2 separate regions of the Zea mays genome follow, and region 2 is linked to region 1. A link is a contact called in public Hi-C data. All regions are on one chromosome and are shown on one strand. Each heading gives the region's core, a stretch centred on a gene start, on an enhancer-like site or on the middle of the called end of the contact. The rest is flanking DNA. Distances are from core to core; before and after follow the strand shown. Region 1 holds the start of LOC100282264 (anaphase-promoting complex subunit 10). Region 2 holds the start of LOC103635287 (ABC transporter B family member 11).

Region 1 (5,123 bases), core at 1,830-4,329:
ACGTTTTCTATAGTGTTTGGTTGAGAGTTAAGCGGGGGCGAGATGAACACCAGAGTGATTTTTGGGGGCGGCGTGATCCCAAAAAATCGAGGGGACGGTGTCGCCCCTGACTCATCCAACTTTGACCTCAAACCAAACACACCATTAGTCCACTCAGCCACCTCTCCCGTTCCAAAACGAAAGGTTTTCATTCCAAAACGAAAGGTTTTCATGATATGACAGACCGCCAATCAGACACCGTCACATGCCACATGCGTGTGTTGGCAATTTTCATAAAAATGTTTTTTTTTAAATGAAACTACAAAGTTTCAAAGGTTTAACAGTACGACCGTCCATAAACTGTATAGGCTAACCTAAGGCACTGAACATCAAGGGCACAAAATGATTGGGACCAACCAATGAACCAAGCAAACACTGCAAGCCAACAGAGGCCGCGAAACAAATTCAAAAGTATGTTATTGCTACCTAAGGCTATGGCCAGCAGGTACATGTGCCCTGCAAATCACTATTTTGCACTGCACTCTTTATGTAGTGGGGTTTAAAATATGAGATGTGGATGCTGCTGAGCTAACTTAACAACTTCATTACACATACACGTCCAAGACCCGATAGACAGCACACAAGCAGGCAAATATACTAATATGGCGCGATCATCCAGAGCCATGAGCTGCCGATCCTATCTTGATTGCTCATCCACTGTCATCTAATAGTAGAGTATGTGATGAACTCCCTGGAAGTAAAATGAAACGGCTGGTGGGGAACAGGATTCCTGAAACAAGAACACCATAAAAAAATCAAGATTTTAATTGTACATAAAGTTCTATCATTCTATCTAGGTCATGTGGCATGTGATGAGTACAAGCATCAAATCCTATGTAGACCATGTGGCATTGTATGGGTACAAGCGTCTATTAACTCTATTGTAGCTCCATAGATCTTGGTTTAGTCAAACATACTCATGTATTACAAAATAATACTCCCTCCGATTTTTTTATATGACACCGCTTAGTTCAATATATGACACCGCTTAGTTCAAAATTGAACTGACCAACGACATATAAACAAACAGAGGTAGTAATAGATATGCAAGGTATATCCATCTTACGGTCTTGGCCCGTAGATCTTGATCTGTCGGACATGAGTATCCCTCCCATTCAGATGATTGGATAAAACAGCAATTTGGAGCATAAATGTGTGAATGAATGTTTCTCTGCATACATACCCAAAAAAAGACAGTAATATATCTGCCTACATTACAGAAGTAAAATCAAGTAGTACAAGCTTTAAATAGAGTGTCCCTTCCACTAACTTCTAAAATAGTTTCACTTCCTAAATTATTATGATGATAAAATTCTTCAAGCATTCACTACATAAAATATTTTAACTCTTTCCTGGTGATATTTGTTACTAACCTTGGGATTGACGATTGATAATCAGTCCCTAAGGACTATAGGTTATATATATAGGCAGCAGGCCTGGGCCTAATGGGCCTTAACAATATTATGGATGTAGTATTATCTGGCTCAAATGTTCGGTATGGAACGACAAACCCGACAGGATATCCAAGTCTTTTCAAATTCAACACATAGATTCAAACCAAAACAACAAACCAAGGCTGTTAGCTAAGCTCTGCACATTTGTTTTGTCCTCCTACATGTATAAAGGGAGTATACACATAATTTTAGGAACGGTTATTCATCTTCATATTACAATGCATACCGTGGATCAATCCCGGATAATGATATGTGGACCCATCCAACTGGCTTTGCAAGCTCCACCGTTCTAATCTCCTGGAATCATGAGATACGTTACTGTAAATATTCAAATGATGCCAAAACTGGCAGTTAGTAAGCTCAACATTTCAATTTTCAAACGACTAGTTCATACAGCAGTACTTGCAATGCAGAAGCAAACCTCCAGGTAATGTCAGGTCATATTAACTGTATCTAACTTCTAGGAAGGCACAAAATACCAGAAAAACGATCTAGTTACAGTGTATAAAATCAGTTCAAGTTTACCCTCAGAATGATTATTTCGCAGGTTTCGGAACTCGGACTCTGTGTCATACTCAACTCGGACGAATCAACATGTATAATCTTGTTTAAATCTATTACAGCCGACTAGGTTCTGAACATCCTTCAAATGATATCTCATGGAGAAAAAGCGTACCTTTAGGTTGTGGAAGCCATCCCCGGCCCGGATGGAGATCTTGCTCGGCGTGTAACTCTCGTCGAGCTTGAAATCCACGTAGAGCACAACGAGCTACCGCACAACATAGAACCAATTAGTCTCAAAACCATCGAATCACAAGGCAAAGGAGTAGCATCTCTACTGAAGCAGGCACCTGCAGCTGCACCTTCTTCTGGAACTGGATGTTCACCAGGTGCGGCTGCGCCCCATCAGACCTGAAACCAAATCGCAGGACCCGAATCACCAACTCTGACCTTCTAGCTTCAACTAATTCGACAAAGAAAAAAAAAGGTGATCCACTGACTGCCAGTAGGTGTCGAGGTTGTCGTCGCGCAGGGCCGCGACGCCGTTGCCGGCCTTGCAGGAACTGACGCTCCACGCGGCCGTCTTCGCCATCTCTCGCATGTCCGCGTCCACAGTCAGTTCCGGGTTCCCCTTCAGACGCCCAGCGCCTGGGGTCGCCGCCGCTGCTGGGGTCGCCGCCGCTTCCTCCTCGGCGTCGGATTCCATCGGACCAGTGCGAGGTGAAGAATCGGAGGAGTGAAGAACGCTCACCAGGGCGGAGTCAGAGTCTCGGACAGTCAGACAGGACAGGGCGAGAGGCAGTGCAGGGCGGAATCGGGACTGGGCAGCGCTTGACGCCTTGGCCCGGCGCCGGCGGCGCACGCGACCACACCGGGGTGCCGCTGTCGCACGGCGATAGGCCGTCCGCACTCGCCTATCGTATCTCCCCTCGGCCGGTTGCCGGTCGTGTCGCCCTCGCGGCGGTCGCTGTTCGTGGCGGCGGCGCGGCGTATGGTATGGGGATCCCCCGGCGCAGGAGTCGCCGTTTCGTCGAGTGCCCAAGTGGGGGTCTCAGTTTTTTTTTATTTTTTAATAATTAGATGCGTACCGTTAAAAGATTATAACTTTAAATATATACCATTGATTATACATGTCATTGACTCATGTAAACCTCACATGTAAGTGAGATAAAAATGATATATATCTACGGTTGTAATCTTTTAATGGTACAAATCCATATTTCCCATTTTTGATATTTTAGCTCTTTTTCGAGAGAAAATAATTATGTTTAGGCCCTTAGACGACTTAATTCCGTTTTTTGACCTTATGCTCGACACCACACCCCGTGGCACCAAGTTAACACGGCTGTGGTGTACGTGCCAAGCTGGCAAGCAAGGGTCGACATGGCGCCAACGTGCGCCACAGACCTTGGTGTCGAGCTACGCCCGATCATTTGTCTCCCTCATTTCCATCTGCTTCCATACAACCGAGAGATGCTCCAATCTCTGTATTCGAGTTGGAAAACTTTGATTTGATCTGTATAGCTTTAAGACCAAGATATGGTGTCTCATTAACTCGTTTGTTACGTATATTGCTTAGTATGGTTTTGATTAATTGATTTTGATTGGTGCACATATTGTTATTAGTTATGATTTCTAAAATATATGGTTGATATGATGACTACAATTTGTTAGATAGGTTTTGAATCACGGGTTTATAAAATATTTAGTGTTATGAAACTATGAATACCATGGTATTTATAAGCTAAAATAATTTCTGCTATTTTTCTATAGTTGTGTTAATATATAGTAGTTTCTTACATGGATGACTGGTTACCTCATTTAAATCGTTGAATTTCCATGACATAAGAACCTGCAAAATATCAGTCATTAGGATTGCAAAGAAGTGCCTTTTATAAATATCAGTAATAAAAACCTGTGTCTCCCGCCCGAGGTTGGCCTCGGGCGAGGCCTGACTGCGTCTCCTGTCCGAGGTTAGCCTCGGGCGAGGCGTGAATGTGTCTCCCGCCCAAGGGTAGCCTCGGGCGAGGCATGACTGCGTCTCCCGACCAAGGTTAGCCTGGGACAAGGCGTGACTGCATCTCCCACCGAGGGTGGCCTCGGGCGAGCCGTGACTGCGTCTCCTGCCTCAAGTTGGCCTCGAGTAAGGCATGACTGCGTCTCCCGCCCGAGGTGATTGCGTCTCCTGTCCGAGGATGGCCTCGGGCGAGGCATGACTGCGTTTCCCGCCCGAGGCCACCCTCGGGCAAGGTGTGACTCTGTCTCCCACCTCAAGGTGGCCTCGACCAATCTGTGACTGCGTCTTCCACCCGAGGGTGGCCTCAGGCGAGGTGTGACTGCGTCTCTCGCCCGAGGGTGGCTGCGGGCAAGCCGTGATTGTAGTCTCCCGCTGAAAGGGAAATAGGCTTACACCTTTTCCTAATTGATTTTGGTGGTTGAATTGCCCAACACAAATAATTGGACTAACTAGTTTGCTCTAGACTATAAGTTCTACAGGTGCCAAAGGTTCACAATAAACCAATAAAAAGACCAAGAAAGGGTTCAAACAAAGGGAGCAAAAGACAACCGAAGTGTGCCCTGTCTGGTGCACCGGACAGTGTCCGGTGCACCAGGGAACCCGACTCCGAACTGCTCACCTTCGAGAATTCTGGGAGCCGCTCCGCTATAATTCACCGGACTGTCCGGTGTGCCAACGGAGCAACGGCTACTTCGCGCCAACGGTCGTCTGCAAGGGCATTAAATGTGCTACAGTGCGCGCAGAAGTCAGGCACGCGCCAGAAGGCGCACCAGGCAGTCTACAGGACCTGTCTAGTGCACCACCGGACTGTCCGGTGACCCAGATGTCAGAAGCTCCAACGGTCAGAATCCAACGGCTGGGTGACGTGGCTGGCGCACCGGACAATGTCTGGTGGCGCACCGGACTGTCCGGTGTGCCATGCGATAGAAGCCCTCACCAACGGTTCTTTTGGTGGTTGGGGCTATAAATACCCCCAACCTCCACACTTCAATGCATCCAAGTTTTCAGCCTTCAGACACCTTACAAGAGCTATAGCATTCAATACAAGACACAACCAAAGAGATCAAATCCTCTCCCAAGTCAAAAGATCATTCCAATCAAATAGTGACTCG
Region 2 (5,123 bases), core at 1,063-3,562, 200 kb after region 1:
GAAGTCAAGTTCAGCTGGAAAGCTCAGCTGCAGTTGAAGAAGTTCAGCTGCTTTTCAGTAAGAACACTCTAGGTTTCTCAAACCTAACCATGGTCAACCAAAAAATGTTAAAGTGATTTTTGGTTTTCAAAAATAGCTTTTGAATTTGGGGACTTGAGCTATAGCAAACACCTTTACCTGTGCGGAAAAGAATAAGGAAGAATTACATCATGCAACTCAAGATTTTACATAAAATTTTATACGTCCGTTGCATGAAGTCCTTGGTGCTTTCTTAAGTTCCTGTTTCTTTCTAATCATACACTGGGAACAAAAACTGTTAGTATCCTTATTTGTTTCATCATTAAATCACCAAAACCCTCACTTGGGGTTGATTGCACTTACACACATGTGTGTGCCCGGGCCTACTGCCTCCGTAGGAACCATCGAATCGATCTGCACGACTGCACCACAGCTCTCGCTCACTCTCTCGAAGACTTGTTTCGCGGCAACCATAACCATGGCTGACGAGTGCAATGGCGAATCTAAAGTGAATCAGGGGAGGGTGCACATATCTTGAGGATGCATAGTAATAATTTATAGGTGGTGCATATATGGTGAAATCTGGTCCAAGTCACTGATTTTGCAAATTTTCGTGGATGCATGTGCATCCACTCCTATGAACCTAGCTTCGCCCCTGGACGAGTGCAAATTACTGTAGGGCTGCCAATGCACGACTCGGGTGGTGCTGGACCACAGACATAAGATATGTTTCCATAGTAAAAAAAACTAGGTTTGTACGTCGTTACGATTTTCATTTATTCTTGAGTATAAAAATATAAAATACAAATACATGTGTAATATGTGTATGAACGTGGGTTTGGAACCAACAACCAAAGTTCTTATTTGTGCATAATTTTAGTTTTTTCTGTTTATAGGTGGGAATGACGGCTATGGAACCTGATGCTTTATATAGTAGAGAAGAAAAGCGCAATAGTGAACATGCCTATGAACTTACTTGTTTGTAACCACTGAGGTAAAAAAGGAGTATTTATGATTATACCCCTCTTCAGTGTTGCAATTGTGATTTTATTCCTTGTTTTTTAACTTTACAATTTTACCACCTCGTTCTTAAAAACAAAGCGCTATCATACTCCTTGCGCAGCTGAAAAGGGGGGGAAAAGAGATGACCAAAACTTGCGACGAGTTCATCTTTTACTGTCTTTTATTCATGTGCATTGATTCCGTGAATCATCTTTTATTGCGATTTTTTGTGCAGTGATTTGGCCCCGTGTTTTAGAAACGCCGTTGAATTTGGTCCTGCCGAATAGTCAACGTTGGGTGGGAATTTGGTCCTGTCGATGTAGCCATTAGAGAAGAGGTTTGGTTCTCCCGAACAGATATTGTTTTTCTAAGTTGTAGAGATATAGACAGATAAGGGTTTGATCCTACTGAATAGACATTGTCTTTTTAGACCGTAGAGATGTAGATAGAGAAAAATTAGATATATACTAAATACCTTCTTTATTGTTCATTTTATATTTCTAGAAGTCAACTTATATTAATTTTGGTTAGTTTTATAGAAAATATTGTTGATTTTATATCCCTAAATATATTTATTATAAAAACATATAATGTGACTAACATAAAAGTATTAAACTTTTTATACATATTTGGTGAAAGTTTAGATTAGTTGACTTATATATTTATTATAAAAAACATATAATGTGACTAACATAAAAAATATTATTTTTTATATATATGGTTAAAGTTTAGATTAGTTGACTTTTTCCAACATGGTATAGAGTAGTGACGGCCACATGAATTAAAGATAACCTAGGGGCCTGTTCGGTTACATCGGAACGAGACTAGAAACTATTCTAGATGATTAATTAAATACAAATTAAACTATCATTTCAAGTAGAATTGTTCGGATGTTGAATCCGGAATAACCGAACAGACCTAGATAAGATTATCAACTGCTAACAACCATATGCGAGATTATCAGCTGGAATCAAATATTTAGACTTGCGTGCTCCCTCCAGCGGCAAAGGCAGTGGTGAGTCCGTCTCTGGTATAGAGATTTATTTTGGAATTGAGGTGTATGTCTATAGAGATAGGGAAATTTGGATCCATACCATTAAAAGATCACCACTTTGGATCCATACCATTACTATCTCACTTACATGTGGGTCCACATAAGTCAATGACATGTGGGGTCCATGGTATATATCTAAAGTTTGGATCTTTTAATGGTATAGATCCAATTGTTCCATAGAGATATGAGACGTAGACGTAGTACAGATTAGCAATTTAAATCGCAGTTGCAGTTGCAGCCCGCTACACGCTCCAAAATCCGGTGGCCGCCTGCCCGCCTCTGCTTCCTCCCGCCCCGCGTGCGAGAGTCCCCGGAATCTGCACTCCCGCGGCCGGCCCCCGCCGCTATAAAGCGCGCCTTGCTCTACCCCAGCGATGCAACGCCCGTATCGTCGAGCACGCGGAGCCGAGGAGAGAGAGGGATGGCCTCACCAGCACCAGAAGCCCTGGAGGAGGAAGAGAAGGGAGTGGTGGGTCTGCACCGGCTGTTCCGGTTCGCGGACGGCGTGGACGCGGCGCTCATGGCCGTGGGGGCCGCGGGGGCTGTCGCCAGCGGCGTGGCGCAGCCGCTCATGACGCTCGTCTTCGGCGAGGTCGTCGACGCCTTCGGCTCTGCGTCCCGCCATGACGTACTGCACCGCGTCTCCGGGGTGTGCATCGAATCTCGATCCTCGTTGGACTGATGAATGTTAGTGATGATAAATCTCGATCTCCGGGGTGCATCTTATACTGATGAAATATTAGTTATTCAGATGCTCAACTATTCGGGTGATCTGGTATTCTGATCACACATTCACATTTCACACGGGTAGTGCTAGTTACTACTTACTACTAAGCACGTGGCACTCCATAGTTCATTTCGAACATGTGAAGTAAATTAGTAAATAAAATAGGACTGTTATCCATTGTACTGCTTGTGATCCCATTGTTTGCTGGATAACATCTTCCTGCGATGGAAACAGATGGGATTCATCCTCGACTAAAATCTTTTACACTGCTGTTTCAGGTGTGCCTGAAGTTCTTCTATTTGGCCATTGGGTCATGGTTTGTTTGCTTCCTACGTGAGTACTAGTATTTCCTCAATCCTCAGTGGTTTATTGTGTTTGTTTATGCTTTAGTCAGCCTTTATAGTGATGAATATTAGTTTTTCAGTCACCCACTAAATCTTATTAACCTTCAGAATGGAAAAGAATGAAGCACGGTTTTGCACCTAGCCCATGTGACCATGTATACGAAAAATTATAGGAATGGGAACCAATTTTACTTCGTGAAAGTCTATTCACGTGATGGTATGTTATTCATATTGCCATAAGCCTATAACTGAAACCAAGAAATCCCGTAGTAACTTTATCTTCTTTCAGAAAGGAGAAACATTAACCAGGTTTGTAATAGGCTACTTAGATCCACTATTTTCTGCAGCATAGATACTGCCAGAGGCATCTAAGGTGTTACTCTTTTTCATTGTTTTGAGGCACTGCCAGTTATAGATTAGCACTAAGGTGTTAGTGTTTTTTATTGTTTTAATAGAGGTTGCATGTTGGATGATCACTGGAGAAAGACAAGCAGCTCGCATACGAGGTCTCTATCTTAAAGCTCTATTGAGACAAGACATTGCATTTTTTGACAAGGAAATGACCACTGGACAATTGGTTGAGAGTATGTCCGGAGATACAATACTTATCCAGGATGCAATTGGCGAAAAGGTTGACCCATGTAACTGTAAACACATCATTGTCAGCTTGTGCATTGTGATGCTGGTTCATATTAACTTTACTAAAGCGACGAAGCACATAGGCAGCGTGTTTGTATCTAATGATTTAAACTTATCTTCTGTGTTTCGAATTAAGGAGTATAAATTATCCTTATATGCGAATATGTGATTGCAAATTGTGGTGATCTGATGTCTGTTCTGGATAGTCAACTCAAATATTCGTTTCCATTCCAGGTTGGGAAGTTTATACAGCTTACTGCCACATTTGTTGGAGGGTTTGCGGTTGCTTTCTCTAAAGGATGGCTTTTAGCTGCTGTTATGATGTCAAGCGTCCCTCCTATAGTAGTTGCTGGAGCAGCTATTTCATGGACTGTATCGAAACTGGCGAGCCAGGGTCAAGCTAAGTACAATGAAGCAGGCATTGTTGTGGAACAGACAATTGGAGCCATCAGAACAGTAGACCCTTGCTTAAATATTCTCTTTAATCCTTACTATTGGTTTGGATTCATAACCAACTTCTTCTTGGGCTAATTTTTGAAAGGTTGCTTCCTTCAATGGTGAGAATCGGGCCATTGCGCTGTACAATAAATATATCAGGAATGCATATGTAGCTGCTGTCCAAGAAGGAACGGTTACTGGCCTGGGCTTCGGTTTTGTTATGCTTATTCTGTTCTGTGCCTATGGTCTAACAGCATGGTATGGGGCAAAACTGATTATTGATAAAGGATATGAAGGAGGTCAGGTTGTAAGTGTCTGGATGGCATTCATGGCAGGTGCAATGTAAGTCATCAATATTCATTCAACCTTGTTGTAAAATGCCATATGCATATATTTTCTTTCTGGATCAATTAATTCTTGTGCAAGGTGCATAGATTCAATTCTATAATCCTCGGCTACAATTTTCCAGTATTTTGAATTTGAATCCATTGATTACGTGTAGTGTGCCCTGGCCTGCCCAACCTAATTCATGCATAACATGATAGATTCATTAGGCATACAGTTTCACAAACCATCTAAACGATTGGATTAATCACTTTGTTCTCGAAGTGATTACGATAATGGTTTTCCATTGCACTGACAGTATTTTGGTTTATGGTAGAGCTGATGTTACTATTCATTTTACCATGAAAATGAATATTTGTTCCTGTATAATTGTTCTTCACATTTTTCCTTATCAGGTCATTAGGTGAGGCAACACCATGCGTGACTGCTTTTGCTTCTGGCCGGGCTGCTGGGTATAGAATGATGCAGATAATCCAAAGGAAGCCACAAATTGATCCTAATGGAACAGATGGGATCGTGCTAGCAAACATGAAGGGTGATATAGAGCTAAGGGATG

The links. Hi-C and Micro-C count contacts between places; a contact is called where the count stands out from the background.
Region 2: a Hi-C map of ear shows a contact between it and region 1, with 4 times the contacts expected there. The contact joins the promoter of LOC103635287 here to the promoter of LOC100282264 in region 1. A contact is called at or near these places in 3 of 25 Hi-C or Micro-C datasets (ear, leaf and tassel).

What each region holds. Positions count from the first base shown.
Region 1 is chr8:64,797,492-64,802,614 of Zm-B73-REFERENCE-NAM-5.0, forward strand. LOC100282264 (anaphase-promoting complex subunit 10) reads right to left here and starts at 3,080. Exons shown (of 6, transcript NM_001155176.2): 1 at 2,495-3,080; 2 at 2,345-2,405; 3 at 2,170-2,262; 4 at 1,720-1,790; 5 at 1,106-1,210; 6 at 272-769. The coding sequence starts at 2,700. The coding sequence ends at 700.
Region 2 is chr8:64,997,489-65,002,611 of Zm-B73-REFERENCE-NAM-5.0, forward strand. LOC103635287 (ABC transporter B family member 11) reads left to right here and starts at 2,313. Exons shown (of 12, transcript XM_008657780.3): 1 at 2,313-2,723; 2 at 3,080-3,134; 3 at 3,601-3,776; 4 at 4,019-4,240; 5 at 4,326-4,564; 6 at 4,963-5,123. The coding sequence starts at 2,496.